2 separate regions of the Mus musculus genome follow, and region 2 is linked to region 1. Evidence: chromatin contacts called from public promoter capture Hi-C data. All regions are on one chromosome and are shown on one strand. Each heading gives the region's core, a stretch centred on a gene start, on an enhancer-like site or on the middle of the called end of the contact. The rest is flanking DNA. Distances are from core to core; before and after follow the strand shown. Region 1 holds the start of Map1lc3b (microtubule-associated protein 1 light chain 3 beta). Region 2 holds the start of 2310022B05Rik (RIKEN cDNA 2310022B05 gene).

The links. Promoter capture Hi-C pulls out the DNA fragments that hold promoters and counts their contacts.
Region 2: a promoter capture Hi-C map of the HPC-7 cell line shows a contact between it and region 1. The contact joins the promoter of 2310022B05Rik here to the promoter of Map1lc3b in region 1. A contact is called at or near these places in 2 of 39 promoter capture datasets (the HPC-7 cell line and maxillary cranial neural crest) and 1 of 484 Hi-C or Micro-C datasets (CD4 T cells).

Annotation. Positions count from the first base shown.
Region 1 is chr8:121,589,049-121,596,058 of GRCm38.p6, forward strand. Map1lc3b (microtubule-associated protein 1 light chain 3 beta) reads left to right here and starts at 1,390. Exons shown (of 4, transcript NM_026160.5): 1 at 1,390-1,516; 2 at 4,442-4,497; 3 at 6,938-7,010. The coding sequence starts at 1,477.
Region 2 is chr8:124,658,516-124,665,194 of GRCm38.p6, forward strand. 2310022B05Rik (RIKEN cDNA 2310022B05 gene) reads right to left here and starts at 4,854. Exons shown (of 4, transcript NM_175149.4): 1 at 4,333-4,854. The coding sequence starts at 4,668.

The sequences.
Region 1 (7,010 bases), core at 140-2,639:
GGTCTCTTGCACCTCAGACCAGAAGCTTCATACAAAACAACAAAGTTCGGGCAATTAACAATGCAAAGCAAGCAAACAAAGGAAAGTAACCAGCCCTCAGGATTTCACTCCATAATGTGTTTTCAGCTTTTCCCGGTCACAGAGATGTAGAAGATCCCTTGGACAAACAGCACTTGAAGAAGGTTATTTCCATTTAAAGGAGGAAGTCTGGGCTGTAGGGATAGTACAGTGTCAGGTGGTAGGTCTGCAGGGTCACAAGGCTGGCTCAGATGTGGCATCACTGGGGGTGGGATGGGGGTGAGGTGGCTGCTCCACACTCTAGACCTGTCTGTCACCTGCTCCTACAAACTGAAGATAGGAAGTAGCTTGAGGCCCAGAGAAAGTGCTAAACCGTGGCTGACTGACCATTGGCCTGGCCTGAGGAGACTGAAACCTGTCCTAGCCTGTAATCAGGCCCAGGCTCAGCAGGAGTCAAAGTGAGGACATGCCTGTGATAAAGCCACCCTGGGGTCACCTGAGGTAGAAGGATCTGTCTGAGAAGGGACAGCTGAGATAAAGCTCTTGGGACAGAACTGTGCTCTGTGGCTTTCCAAGGTGGATCCTGTCGGGATCAGGCCTCTGCTGCAGTTCCTGGACACAGTCTGATTGCTCACCAACCAAAAAAATCTAAAAAAACAAAAAACGTGATAGGTGGTAGTAAGGAAATGAGGGCACACATGGGCTAGCACCCTGGAAAGATAGGTGAGCCATGCCCCTCAAATTCCATGCTCAGCAAGCTCAGACACATAAAAGGGCTTTTATGGGAAGAGAGAGTGGACAGGTTGCACAGCAGGTGTTGTCATCGTCTTTCTTTTTGCTGGAACAAGTCATTGATCTTGCCCTCCAGTGACAAGTCTGTAGTCCCTAAGACCTTGCTTCTCTGCGACTTCGACTTAGGAGTAAATACTTGTGTTTATGGCAGCACAAGACTCGCAGGGGAAGAGCCACAAGATCAGATCCAACCATAAGTCTCCAGACGTCTCCATAATCGTAAAGATTTAGCAGGCAAGACCACAAGTCAGTTTTTTGTTATTTGGGTTGGGGGTGGGTAGAATTTAGGAATATCAAATACAGCGGCAAGGGAGCGGACATTGGACCACCAGCTGGATCATGCAAGGACTGAAGGGGAATGAAGTCTGCAGGACTCCATCGCACCAGCGCCCGACCCACGCAGACAGTTAACAGATGCTCGCCCAGCGTGTGCCCAGCGAGCGCCCAGCGTAGCTGGCGTAGGCGCAGGCGCATGGCTTGGGCGCGTGCACGCTTGCGCGCCGCCGAGCTTCCGCCACGCCTGTCATGGCCGCTCTCGGGGGCCGCCCTCGGCCCCACCCTCGGTGACGCGCCGCGAGTCACCTGACTCGGCTGCGGACTGAGACACACACAAGGGAAGTGATCGTCGCCGGAGTCAGATCGTCTGGCTCGGGACCCCCGCGCGCCATGCCGTCCGAGAAGACCTTCAAGCAGCGCCGGAGCTTTGGTGAGCCCCGCGGGCCCGGGGATGGGAGATCCGGGTGCCGGGAGCGCTGAATGCCCGGACGCCGGTGGTGTCTTGCGGGGCCGAGACCCGGCGGGGCCCGGAGCGACGCAGCCAGTGGGATATTGGTCTCGGGGGGGTTCGGTCTCCGGGGTAGCTCGGGTGCTCAGCGTCGCCTTGGCCGTCGGTCGCCGATGGGCTCGGCGTCCCCTGCGGGACTGGAGGCCCGACCCCGGTGGCGTAGGGTACCGCAGGCTCTGCGCGCTTGGCTGTGTCCTTCGTGGGCCCCAGGTCCGGGCGCCCCGCAAGCCTCGGAGCAGCACCCAGCCGCCTTTGCACCCGAAGTCGTCTTGGGCATATGTGTGTGTGTGGAGGGGGGGGTGGCCTTTGTCTCATAACGGAAACTTAACAGCTGTTTTGTTTTGTTTGCTTGTACTGATCTTAAGTTATTCTGGAACAGCCCTCAAGAAAGGAGTGTGGGTTGGGGAAAATGAGCCGTGCACAAACATTAGCTCTGACGCGGGTCCCCAGAGTGGCCGGGGGTAATCTCTCCGAAGCTCCATCTGGCTTGCGATTGTTTTTCTCTAGATTGCCTTCCCTCTCTCCCTAACCCAGCTATTCTGAAGAAAGCGCGGGCATCCGATTGCTGCGGCTTTCCTTTGCTTTTTGACTTTATTGGACCTAAACTGGTGGGCACTGACAGTTGAGAGGTTCCCCACACAGATGTTCAAAGCGGCCCCTTTGAGGAGGCCAGGACCGGTCTTGCTCCTTTCCAGTGAGTTTGGAGGGATTTAGGTTGGAGCTCTAGAGTTTCCACTATCCAGACTGCGGGAATGTTTACAAGGTGGATGGATTTAGGTAGGGCTCACCCCAAACCGACCCTTTGTAGCTGAAGCACCTGGGTGGGGCTTAGGGCGGTGAAGCTCAGGGTCCGCCTAGTGGCAGAGTCCCATTAGCTTTCTGTTATAAATTCTTACACTTCCAGTAAGCAGCGATCATCCCCAGTGCTGTAAGGAAGGAGACTGGCAGCCAGGAGGCCCGTGTAGGCTTGCAGATTCTTAGAAGGACGCGCCCAATTTCCCAAGTTTAGAACTGATCACGTGATTTCAGGCTTCTCAAGTGGTTCCACTGAGTTTTTCTGGGGTGATCCAGTGTTTGCTTCCCCACCCCCAAAACGGTCCTAAACTCCAGGTTACTGGGTGTGTATCCGCAGGAAAGCTTGTTTGCTCAGCCTAAATAAATAGCCCCGGGGAGAATTCCCATCCCTGTGAAGGCATTGCTGCTGCCAGGGGTGGTGATCCACGCCTTTAGTCCCAGCCTTGGAGATGATGCAGCGAGACCCTCCCTCTCAACTACACACCTAGGTGGCTTCAGTACAGGCTATTGGCCTCTGCACAGCTGTCTGCTTAAAAAGTGTCTCAGCTCTTGCAGGTTGCCTCCTAGTTCCCTGGCCCTACAGCCAGCCAGGGCTGGGCAGATCCTCTAGGCCTTCAGTTTGGACCCTTGTTTGCTTTAGTAAAGACAACTATTCCTGACTTTCCCTTTATAGTTGTGGTGGACCCTGCAAGTCTCCTCTTACCAGCTTTAACCATTTCTGCCCTTAGATCTCTGGCCCTGCTCCCATCTCAATGAAGGCAAGGGGTTTCTGCTGTCAGTGATTGGTTGGTTGATTTAAACAGGGTCTCATTGTGTGGCTCGGACTGGCCTTGAACTCAAGAGATCTTCACGTCTGTCCCCTGAATGCTGGGATTGAAGGTGTGCCATTGTGCCTGGCTGGCTGTTTGTTTCTTGAGACAGGGTTTCTCTATGTAGCCCTGATCAGGCTGGCCTCCAACTCCGATAGGGATCCGCCTTCAGTGCTGGGATTAAATAAAGGCATGTGCTACCACAGCCTGGCAAGTTTTGTTTGTGGCTCAAGCTGGCCTAGAGCTTGCCGAGCCGGGTTTTAGGTGCTGTGCGTTTAACTTTTTCTTTTACATTTTATCTGTATGGCTCATTTGCCTACATACATGTCTGCACCCTGTGCATGCCTTGTGCCCATAGATGTCAGAAAAGGGAGTTATAGGTGACTGAGCAGCTGTGGGTGGTGGGAGCTGAGCCTGGGTCCTCCTGGGGAGAAGCTGCTCTGAACTACTGAGCCATCTCTGAAGGCCGGAAGCATAGTGTGCCAGGTGTGTAAGTGGCTGTTTGTTAGAATGAAATCAGTGCAGTGACTAAACCCTGAGGTGGTAGGCAGGTGTACAATGGAGGGTTCCTCTGGGAAGGGGCAGGGAGCCCTGTGTATAGATGGCCCCATCCCATCTGTGGTGTGACGGAGACATGGGGCAGAGGGCTCAGCCAGTGCTTTAGAGTAGAGAAAGGTGCAGGCCAAGTCCATCCCCAGTGGCTTGGCCAGCTGCTTGCACCCTGCAGTGCAGAAAGCTTGCTACAGTGTTGAAAATGAAGAGAAGACTGGCCAAAGACCTCGGGCACAGCATGGGGTTCAAGGTCATCCTTAGCTACCTGAGTTCCAGGCTAAGCTATGGTACCGGACAGCCTATCACAAAAAGCGATGATAGAAGTTATCAGGGGCCAGGCAGTGGTGGCGTACGCACTTGGGAGGCAGAGGCAGGCAGATCTCTGAGTTCGAGGCCAGCCTGGTCTACAGAGTGAGTTCCAGGACAGCCAGGGCTACACAGAGAAACCCTGTCTTGAAAAACTAAAAAAAAAAAAAAGTTGTCAAGGAAGAGGTCTAGAGACACCCCTGCCCCCCAGGTTATACAGGTACCCTGTTCTGTGTGGCTGTCCATCTGGATTAGCAGCCCCTTTGCAACAAGGGCTTTACCCCTTGGGCCATGTTGGTGAGCTCCACTGACTGCCTCCACATAGGACAGTCCCAGCAGACCCTGGCAGTATGGCCCCTGATGTCACTATGTCTCTTTCTTGCAGAACAAAGAGTGGAAGATGTCCGGCTCATCCGGGAGCAGCACCCCACCAAGATCCCAGTAGGTTCTCCTGCCGCAAGAGGGGACCCTAACCCCATAGGAGCCCCCAGGAGTCCCGGGAAACCACAGGCCCCTGATCTGAGCAGAGGGAAAAGGGGCAGGCGGGTCAGACCCTTGTGTCTTCTCTCTGTGGGGCTGGGGCTTGACTGAACTGCACTCCAGCTGTCACTAAGGAAATAAGGATGACTCCTATGCTAGTCAGTGCTGGCATGGCTGCTTTATGGGAAAGGACTCAGTACCCTGTATATCCTGTGCCCCGGTTCTAGACCTTACACAGAGCCGCATGCAGAGTGAGGCATGGACAGGCCACTGCTTAAAATGGCTGTTCTCCAGCTCGACCCCAGGTTCTGGGGAGATTCTGGTATCAAACCTCTTTCCCAGTGTCCTGCATGCATGTCCCTGTGCAGCTTTCTCCACAGCCCTGTTCCATTCTGAAAGAGGCGTATTGTTAAGGGAAGGGGCTGAGACTCTTGCTGTGGGGGGCGGGGGGGGGGGCATGCTGTTCTGAGCTGGCTGGACAGATCCAAGTCCGTCCTCACCTGGGGGTGGGGCTTCCTGGAGTGTGCTTCCTGGGCCGAGCTGTGAGTAGCTTTTCCTGGACTGAAACCGTCCTTCATTTTGTAGTGCTTGCCCGACCTACTTGTAGGAAGCACAGCTGCCTGAGCCTGCCAGGATTTGCACACGGCTTCCTGTGAGCTGTGGTCTCAGCACAGCCAGTGGCTCCTACAGTAGCTATGGGATCTTTGCAGAAAGAGCCGCGAGAGCTGGGCTCCTTGAACAGGGTGGCCACAGTGGTGGCTCCCAGTCCTTCCAGGCTGCAAACCTTGAGGACAGAGGCCTCTTTCAGACCAGCCAATCTGTCTTCCCAAACTAGAGAATAAAGCAGAAGTTAGGGAGTGGGTGAAGTGTCACTGTGTGGCTTCCCAACAAGGGGCTGGGACCTGCTTACAGCCCGTCTCAGGACAGTGAGGTAGGAAAAGCGGCAGGGACGTCCCCTGATGTCCCCATGCTCTGGTGTTGTGCAGGAGTACTCCTTCTCTGCTCTGTTCTCATGGAGGCTGCTTCGCAGCCCCGGATGTGTGGCACCCAGAGCTGGCATTCCCTGTGGGTACCTCCTCCTTGCTTGCCACCATGTGTGGAGGCAAGCACTTTCCCTTTGGAAGTAGCACGTGACAGTGTCCATCTCTGCCATGCTGTGACCAGGCATGGATTTCTGTTGTCCGGGCACCTGGAAACCATGGTATTCTGAGGGTCTCAGGCCCACCAGTGCTAGCAACTTTTTGGTTTGGTTTGATTTTGAAGCTGGACCCATCCAGGTTAGTCTTGAATTCAAAGCAGTTCACTTCCTGAGCCTCCAGATACTGGGATTGTAAATATGTGCCCTTATATCCATACCTAACATACCTAACCATTTATTTTGGTTAAGATTTGTTTGTTGGTGTAGGGTTTGACTATGTAGCCCTGGCTGTCCTGAAAGTCACTTTGTAGACTAGGCTGGCCTCAAACTCAGATCTGCCTTTCAAGTGCTGGGATTAAAGGCATTTACCACCATACCAGGCACACATATGTGTGTGTGTGTATAGTTTACATATATTGTTTTTAATGTTTAAAGACATTTATTGACTTTATATATATGAGTACATTGTAGCCATCTTCAGACACACCAGATCAGATCCCATTACAGATGGTTGTGAGTCACCATGTGGTTGCTGGGAACTGAACTCTGAACCTCTGAAAGAGCAGTCAGTGCTCTAAACTGCTGAGCCATCTCTCTAGCACCCAGGCTGCTTTTAATATTTCTCAATTATTTTGGGGCCAGAGAGAGGCTCAGTGGCTTAGAGCTATTATTGCTCTCACAGGACCTGGGTTTGATTCCCAGCACCCACATGGTAGCTCACAACCATCTGGTCCATAAAACTTGGGCTGAATATGTTGCTGGGTGTGAGGCTCCTGTTTATAATTCTAGCATAGGAGGCTGACGTAGGTAGAGAATACAGAGTTAGGGACACCCTCAGCCACAGTGTGAAACAGTAGTTGGGTGTGGCATCTTTTTTTTTTAAAGATTTATTTATTATATGTAAGTACACTGTAGCTGTCCTCAGACACTCCAGAAGAGGGAGTCAGATCTCATTACGGATGGTTGTGAGCCACCATGTGGTTGCTGGGATTTGAACTCCTGACCTTCGGAAGAGCAGTCGGGTGCTCTTACCCACTGAGACATCTCACCAGCCCAGCATGCATCTTTAATCCTATCACAGTTCAGACAACAGAGGTGCCTGGTTGCCTTGCCACAGTTTTGCCAGGGACAGTGGCAAAGCTGTGACTGAGCACTGGTCACGGGAGTGCTATGGACAAGCAAAGAAAGGCTGCAGTAGGCATGATGTGCTGGGCTCAGCATGGGGAGCAGTGTGTGCGCTGCTGAGTTGGCCTCTCTCTGCAGGTGATTATAGAGCGATACAAGGGGGAGAAGCAGCTGCCCGTCCTGGACAAGACCAAGTTCCTGGTGCCTGACC
Region 2 (6,679 bases), core at 3,604-6,103, 3.1 Mb after region 1:
CAGTTTCTAGGCTGCCACTGGGTCACCTCCCATGGAAGCCAGCAATGGAGACACCCAGGAGGAGAGCCACGTCTGCTGGCTCAGCTCTGGGCACCAAGCCAAGCGCTATCAGGCTGGGTAGCTATCAATCTGCAAGGGGAACAGGAGGGACAGGCCCAGGCCCTCCCTCCCTCACAGCCTGTGCAGTTGCATCTGGCCAGATCTCAGTCCTAGCCTGGCAACCCATCACAGGGCCCAGAGGAACACAGGACACCAAATATACCTTGTCCTCATTTCTAAAATACACTGGATATGCCAGACAGGAAGGAATGGTGATTCGCACATTCTACCTTTATTAAACGTCAAGTACAAAATACTGGAAAATCAACTCTCTAATCCCCACCCCACAAAATAGACTCAGCTGGGCACATAATTCAGTGGAGAGCATGTTTGCTATAAAAGCGTGAGGACCGGGGCTGGTGAGATGGCTCAGTGGGTTAGAGCACCCGACTGCTCTTCCGAAGGTCCAGAGTTCAAATCCCAGCAACCACATGGTGGCTCACAACCATCCGAGATCTGACTCCCTCTTCTGGAGTGTCTGAAGACAGCTACAATGTACTTACATATAATAAATAAATAAATCTTAAAAAAAAAAAAAAAAGCGTGAGGACCTAGTTCACTCCCCAGTACTCAGGTAAAAAGCAGGGCACGGTATACGCCTATAGTCCCAGCACTGGGGAGAGAGAGACAGGATCCCCGGGGTTCACTGGCCAGCTAGCCTAGCTGAACTGGTGAACTGACAGCTAGACAGAGACTCATCCCAAAAAACAAGGTGGATAGGTACAGAGAAACACCCTAGATTTGGCTTCAGACAGACAGACAGAGTAAAAAGAAATAATTTTTTGTTGAAGTGGGAAAGAAAGCCAAAGCCAGCCCTCTCACATCCCAAGTTAAGCATCTGGCTAAACTCACGCAATAGAAAGAAGAATTCCAGGATTTAGGAGGGGTCTTAAGCAGAGAGGGCTAAAAGCACTAGGGAGGCCTGGGGCTCCTACAGGAGGGTTGTGTGGGAGGCAGCTGATCTGCTGAATTGCTGGTGAGGTTTGGAGCTATCTGGCTCCAGGGTCTTAAAAATCCAGCCTCTAGAATCCAGGTCAAGGGCTATGGAGCTGGCTGACCTACACCATCACTCCTGCTCAGCCCCACCCACTTCATGGAGAGGTGGCAGAGGCAAGCGGATTCCACAGAAACAAGATACACCACCGTAGGAGCTCCCAGCATCCCTGCAAAGGGTCTGTTTAGACCTAAGAAAATGGCAGTCTTTGGAAACCCAGAACTCACCAATGTACTCAGATCCTGCTGGGTGTGGCTAGGAGTTGGGGCTGGGAACAGGAAATAGATGCAACAGATTCCTGAAAATTCAGATTTCCGAGTTTGCTGGTTTGTTTCCTAGGTTAACAGTAGAGTATCCAGGTGATCCCTTCTCAATTGAACTTTTCATCTCCCAGAGAAAGCCATCCCCAGAACTTTATTGCTGGAAGAAGAAGCCTTCCAGAGAAGGAAGAGGCTGCCAGGCTGATAAAAGCATCTATAGAAAGGGCATGCCTTAATGTTCTCAAGAAAATTCGCAAGGCAGAGAGGACATCCCCAGGGCCCTTGCCTGTTGCAAACCATTGATTCCACATTATGCCAGAGTGGTACCCTGCTGCTGACATGGCCAAACTTAAACCTGGGCCCTGGGGCTCCAAGCCCTCTTCTTTGCTGCTGCAGGGAAGAAGTGGAGGGGTTCAGGTAACACTGAAGTCTGGGAAGGAGGCTGACAGCCTTGTATAAAGCTGAGTTCTGCACATCTCCACTAAAATCAGTTCATACAGCAGGGAAAGCTAATGGGGGAGGGGAGACACTTAGCACCCTAACCCAGGAAGCCCAGGGAAACAGTTGATTCCCAAAGTAGCTAAAAATGTTGACAGTCCCTCCTTTGCTTCAACACTAAAAGCAGGGGACCAGGTTAAATTATCAAGGCAAGAGGGGGATCTGAGTCCTGCCCAGGCCATTTAACTTTGTGGCGATCAGGGTAAACATACACATACACACACACACACACACACACACACACACACACACACAGGTGCCAGGTTGCTTCATCTGTCCTGTGCACACAGGCAAAGGAACTCCTGACTATACCGAGGGTCATCAAGATCTGTGACATCAGTCTGTAATTAGGACCCTATTTGTTCCTGAAAGACCTAAGAATGACTGGATGATACTAAAAACAATGATAGTAGATGACAGGAAAAAAAAGACTAGATGTTGTCTGTGAGGGGCACAAAAGTTTACTGGCAATGAAAGGCAGCGTCCTTTGAGGCAGTAGAGAGGGCTGAGGAGCCCTGGCAGCATATAAGTGGGGATGGACGGATGGAAGTGCCCTACTCAATTGAGTTTCAAGTTTTTTGTTCAAATCTGGGGTCACCTATTTGGGTGTCAAATTACCTAGCTGGGAGTCACACATCTACACTATACCCCCATGTCAGCCCCTATAGCCAGACATGGGTCCTCTTACAAGAATGATCTCTGGGGTGTTAACAATGAGACCACTCCCTGACTTTGATCTGATGCCAACCTCTCCCTAAGACTAGTGGAGTTTGGTGGTCCCTATGTGGTTAAACCTCTCACTACTGCAGAAAGAAGTGTCGTCCCTGCCTGGTGTCCTACCCACCCCTAAGACTCAAAGCTGGTTGTGCGGACATCAGAGGTGTGCTTTCTGCCCATTTGGCGTTGCTGTGATTCAGGTTGGGGGCTCCTGAAAGACATGTGGATTCGCTCCTCACAAAGTTTCATTCGGTGCAAATGTTTGTGTGAGTGTAGGTCAGAGGTCAACCTTAGGTGTTTTCGCTTAAGACCATGTGAACTTTGTTTTTGGGGGGACCAGGATGGTTCATTAGTCTGGAACTTGCTCCCCAGGGATCTGCCTATATCTACCTCCCAGGAATCACAAGCATGTGCCTCCCTCCGCTTCCTGGTTGCTAGAGACCCTCACACACGCATGGCAAAGTCTTTACCTATGGAACTATCTCCCCAGCCCCTACTTGCTTTAAACCACACCAGTCCGCGAATGCAGACTGACCCCAAATGAGAAACTGGGTGAAAAGAAAACTGGTCACATCTCTCCTTATCAATGACCCTGGCTCCAACATGGCTTGGCTTTTTGATATACTCAGGGCGAGTGACATCCAGTGACATCCAGTCTCCAGCATCTGTTAAGTGCGGACAGGGCGGCTTCCTCTCAGATTTATTTACCTAAGACACTGCCAAAGAGGAACTGCCTGCCTACTCATCACCCGGATCCAAGCACGAACTCCGTCCACGTCTTTATGGAGGTGCATATTTTTCACAATGAAATGCCTCAGCTCCAGGAATATATTTTAAGACTTATATTTTCATCTCCCACCACACCCTTGTTTTTCCTGGCAAAGCCCACAAGAGTTTCAAATGGGATGGGGAGCAGAAGGCAGTGTTGGCGGATAGCTAGCTCTCTGCCTTCACAATTCCCTGGCAGGAAAGTGGGTTCGTGACCACAAGCGTTCTGTAGTAACAAACACTGACGGATACCTGGCCTGAAAAAACCTGATTGAAATCTCATCCTTAACTGGTATTCCCTCCGCCTGGCACAACTTCTCCAACAGAAAAACAACAGCAGCAACAACAACAACAAAACTCTCCTAGCTTCTCCTCCCTGCCTCCACCTAAATGGACGTTCAGAACTCTAGCTGCTACCGATTTTGTCCTCCAAAACAAAGTTGAGTCCCTGAGGTACCAAGTCCATACTCTGGTGGCACAAAGGGCTTCAGGGAAACCATCTCTTGGTAAACCACCAGGTTTCTGAATAGTGCAGACTCCTGGGCCTCAAGAGCAAGGTCAGCCGGGAGCAATTCTAAGTAGTTATTTTCTCTTCCCCCAGTGTCTAGAGCCCAGGCTAGATAATCAGGCTTGCTGGAGGCATCTAAACTTACTCTGTGTTTGGGTGGGAACCGGGGCTCACATGTCAAACCCAAACACACTCTCTCCATTGTAGTCTACCAGGGACGTACCCCAGGGCAGCGGTGCCTGGCAGTCCCACCTTCCCCACTGAGGTCCTTATACTTAACACATGCCGGCCACTGAGTGATCAGGAACTATAGACATTTTTCCTGTTTCACATCAGAAAACTGAGGCTGTACGTCGTACACTCATCCAGGCTCGCTGGTTTCCTCTCTACTGTTCCCACTTTGTCTTTAAAGGTCCCTTCTCCGGGAGATTTCTGAACTCCCCCTCGCCGGCCACTCCGCCCTGGGTGGCCCGTCCCGCCGCACCCACCTCGTCGCCGAAGCGCACCAGCTTCTGGCCCGTGGGCCCGCGCAGGCCAGGGAAGCGCGCCGGGTCCCGCACGTCCCCCGCATCGGCGGCGGCCGCCGGGGCGCGAGGCCCCACCAGGCAGCGGTCGATGATTTCGTCCTGCTGCGCGGGCGGCAGCCGCGCCCACTCGGGCCCGTACTTCTCCCGGATCTTCTCCTTGTCCTGCATGATCTTCCTGGCCATGGGGCTCAGCGATGAGAAGTAGGTGAAGCGCTTCCGCTCCCGGTCGTCCAGCGGCCGGTTCCCGCTCATGACGGCCGAACGCGAGGCCGCGATCGCCGCCGCCATCGACGCCATACCCGGCCCGCGCGTCCCGGTCGGAGCGCCGCCTCCCGGTCCGCCCGCGCCCCGCCCCGGGGCTCCGCCTCCGTCTCCTCCCGGAGCGCCGTCCCTACCCCACCCGCTGAGCCCTCCTCCTCCGCCCCTGGCTGAGCACCGCCCCCAGACCTTCCCGGGACACCCTTCGTACGGGCCGCCTACGCCCCATCTGGTACCGGTCGGGACCACTAATCGTCCCTGAGCCCGGTCGGCACTTGAAGCCCCGCCTCCATCTGGAGCCCCGCCCCCACTGGAGCCCCGCCCCCGAGCTCCTCCTGTTATGGCCCTTCAATTTCTCCTCCATAGGACGCTTTCCGGGACCCTAGGGCATCTCTGGGGCTGCTACAGAGTCCCCCATACAAGCGCCGCCGAGATTGGAGATGACCACAGGGGTTAACTCAGGGCGAAGACCGCCATGGCGCCACGTGGCACTGATGACAAAGGAAACTTCCTCCTGCACGTGCCCAACCTGGCTTTCAATCATCCTCTCTCCTTTGCGCTCTCAGGCATTCATTGCTTTTTCAGGTTTGCGCTCTGTTCGCTGGGCGATCCACCACACTGAGCCGGGGGCTAGGCTAGGGCACTGACCCACCAGTTGTCAACCAGGAGGTTGGATTCCCGCCCGTGGAACTTCTTCTAAGCCTGGCATGGAAGCATCAGCGTGGGATACTAGCACTGTTTTGGCCTAGGCGGGAGACTCACGGCAAATTCAAGGCCAACCTGGGTTATATGGTACCATTATCCCCACAGAAAGAAAGACCCCTGCTAAAAGCATGCAGTGTGAGCGAAGTACCCCCTCTCAGAAGAGCTACACACCAAGGCCTCTTCAAACCCTCAAAGCCCTTGCTTTCTGATGCTTGCCACTGTGAGGCAGCAGTACACACACACACACACACACACACACACACACACACACACAGACACACACACACCAGTCTATTAAATCTCAGGACTCTGTCTTTAAAAATCACTCTTTAAAAAAAAATCCTAAGCAGGAATTAAAGAACTCTAGTCAGCAGCAGACGCTGGTCAGCGTAAGGAGCCTGTATTCCATCAGTTTAAGTGAGGGGACAACCCAAAAGCTTAAACTTCCAAAAATGGCCAAGCTAATCCTGGAATCTCAGAAATCATAAGAACTCCGGGAGGTTTGCTGACTACAAACAAACTGAAGAGGATGGAAAGTTCCCACAGGGAAGCAGATGTATCCCCAAAGGGGTCAGGCTTGCTGCTGAGACCACACGATTAAAGTTTAAGACAGGGCTGTGGGATGTTTGTGGCCCCATCCCACTCCCTGATTTTCACAAGACTAACAGGTCTCAGGTAAGCATGGTGTCCTATTCTGAAAAGCAACTAAATACCAACCGTGGCTTAGTTGTCTCTAAAGTAGCCCTTGTCTAACACTAAAGGCAAGTGCAGAAATAACTTGAATTCCCTGATATAAATGGAATGTCACAAATGTGTCAGGCTCTAATAAAATATATCACCACTGTCTTAGTTATGGTTTCCATTGCTACAACAAAACACCATGAGCAAAAAGCAAGTTGTGGAGTAGAGGGTTCATTCAGTTTACACTTCCCAATCGCTGTTCATCACCAAAGGAAGTCAGGATAGGAACTCCCACAGGGCAGGAACTTGGAGGCAGGAGCTGATGCAGAGGCCATGTTGGGGTGCTGCTTACTGGCTTGCTTCCCCTGGCTTGCTCAGCTTGCTTTCTTATAGAACCCAGGACCACCAGCCCAGGGATGGCACCACCCACCATGGGCTGGGCTCTCCCCGCCTTGATCACTAATTGAGAAAATGCCTCATAGCTGGTTCTCATGGAGGCATTCCCTCAAACAGGGCTCCTCTGACTCTGATGACTCTAGCTTGTGTCAAGTTGACACATAGAGCCAGCCAGTACAACCACCAAGACTGTTATCAGGTACTGGGGATGTGGCTCAGTTTATAAAGTGCTTGAGTAGCATGCACAAAGATGAGTTCCATCCCTAGT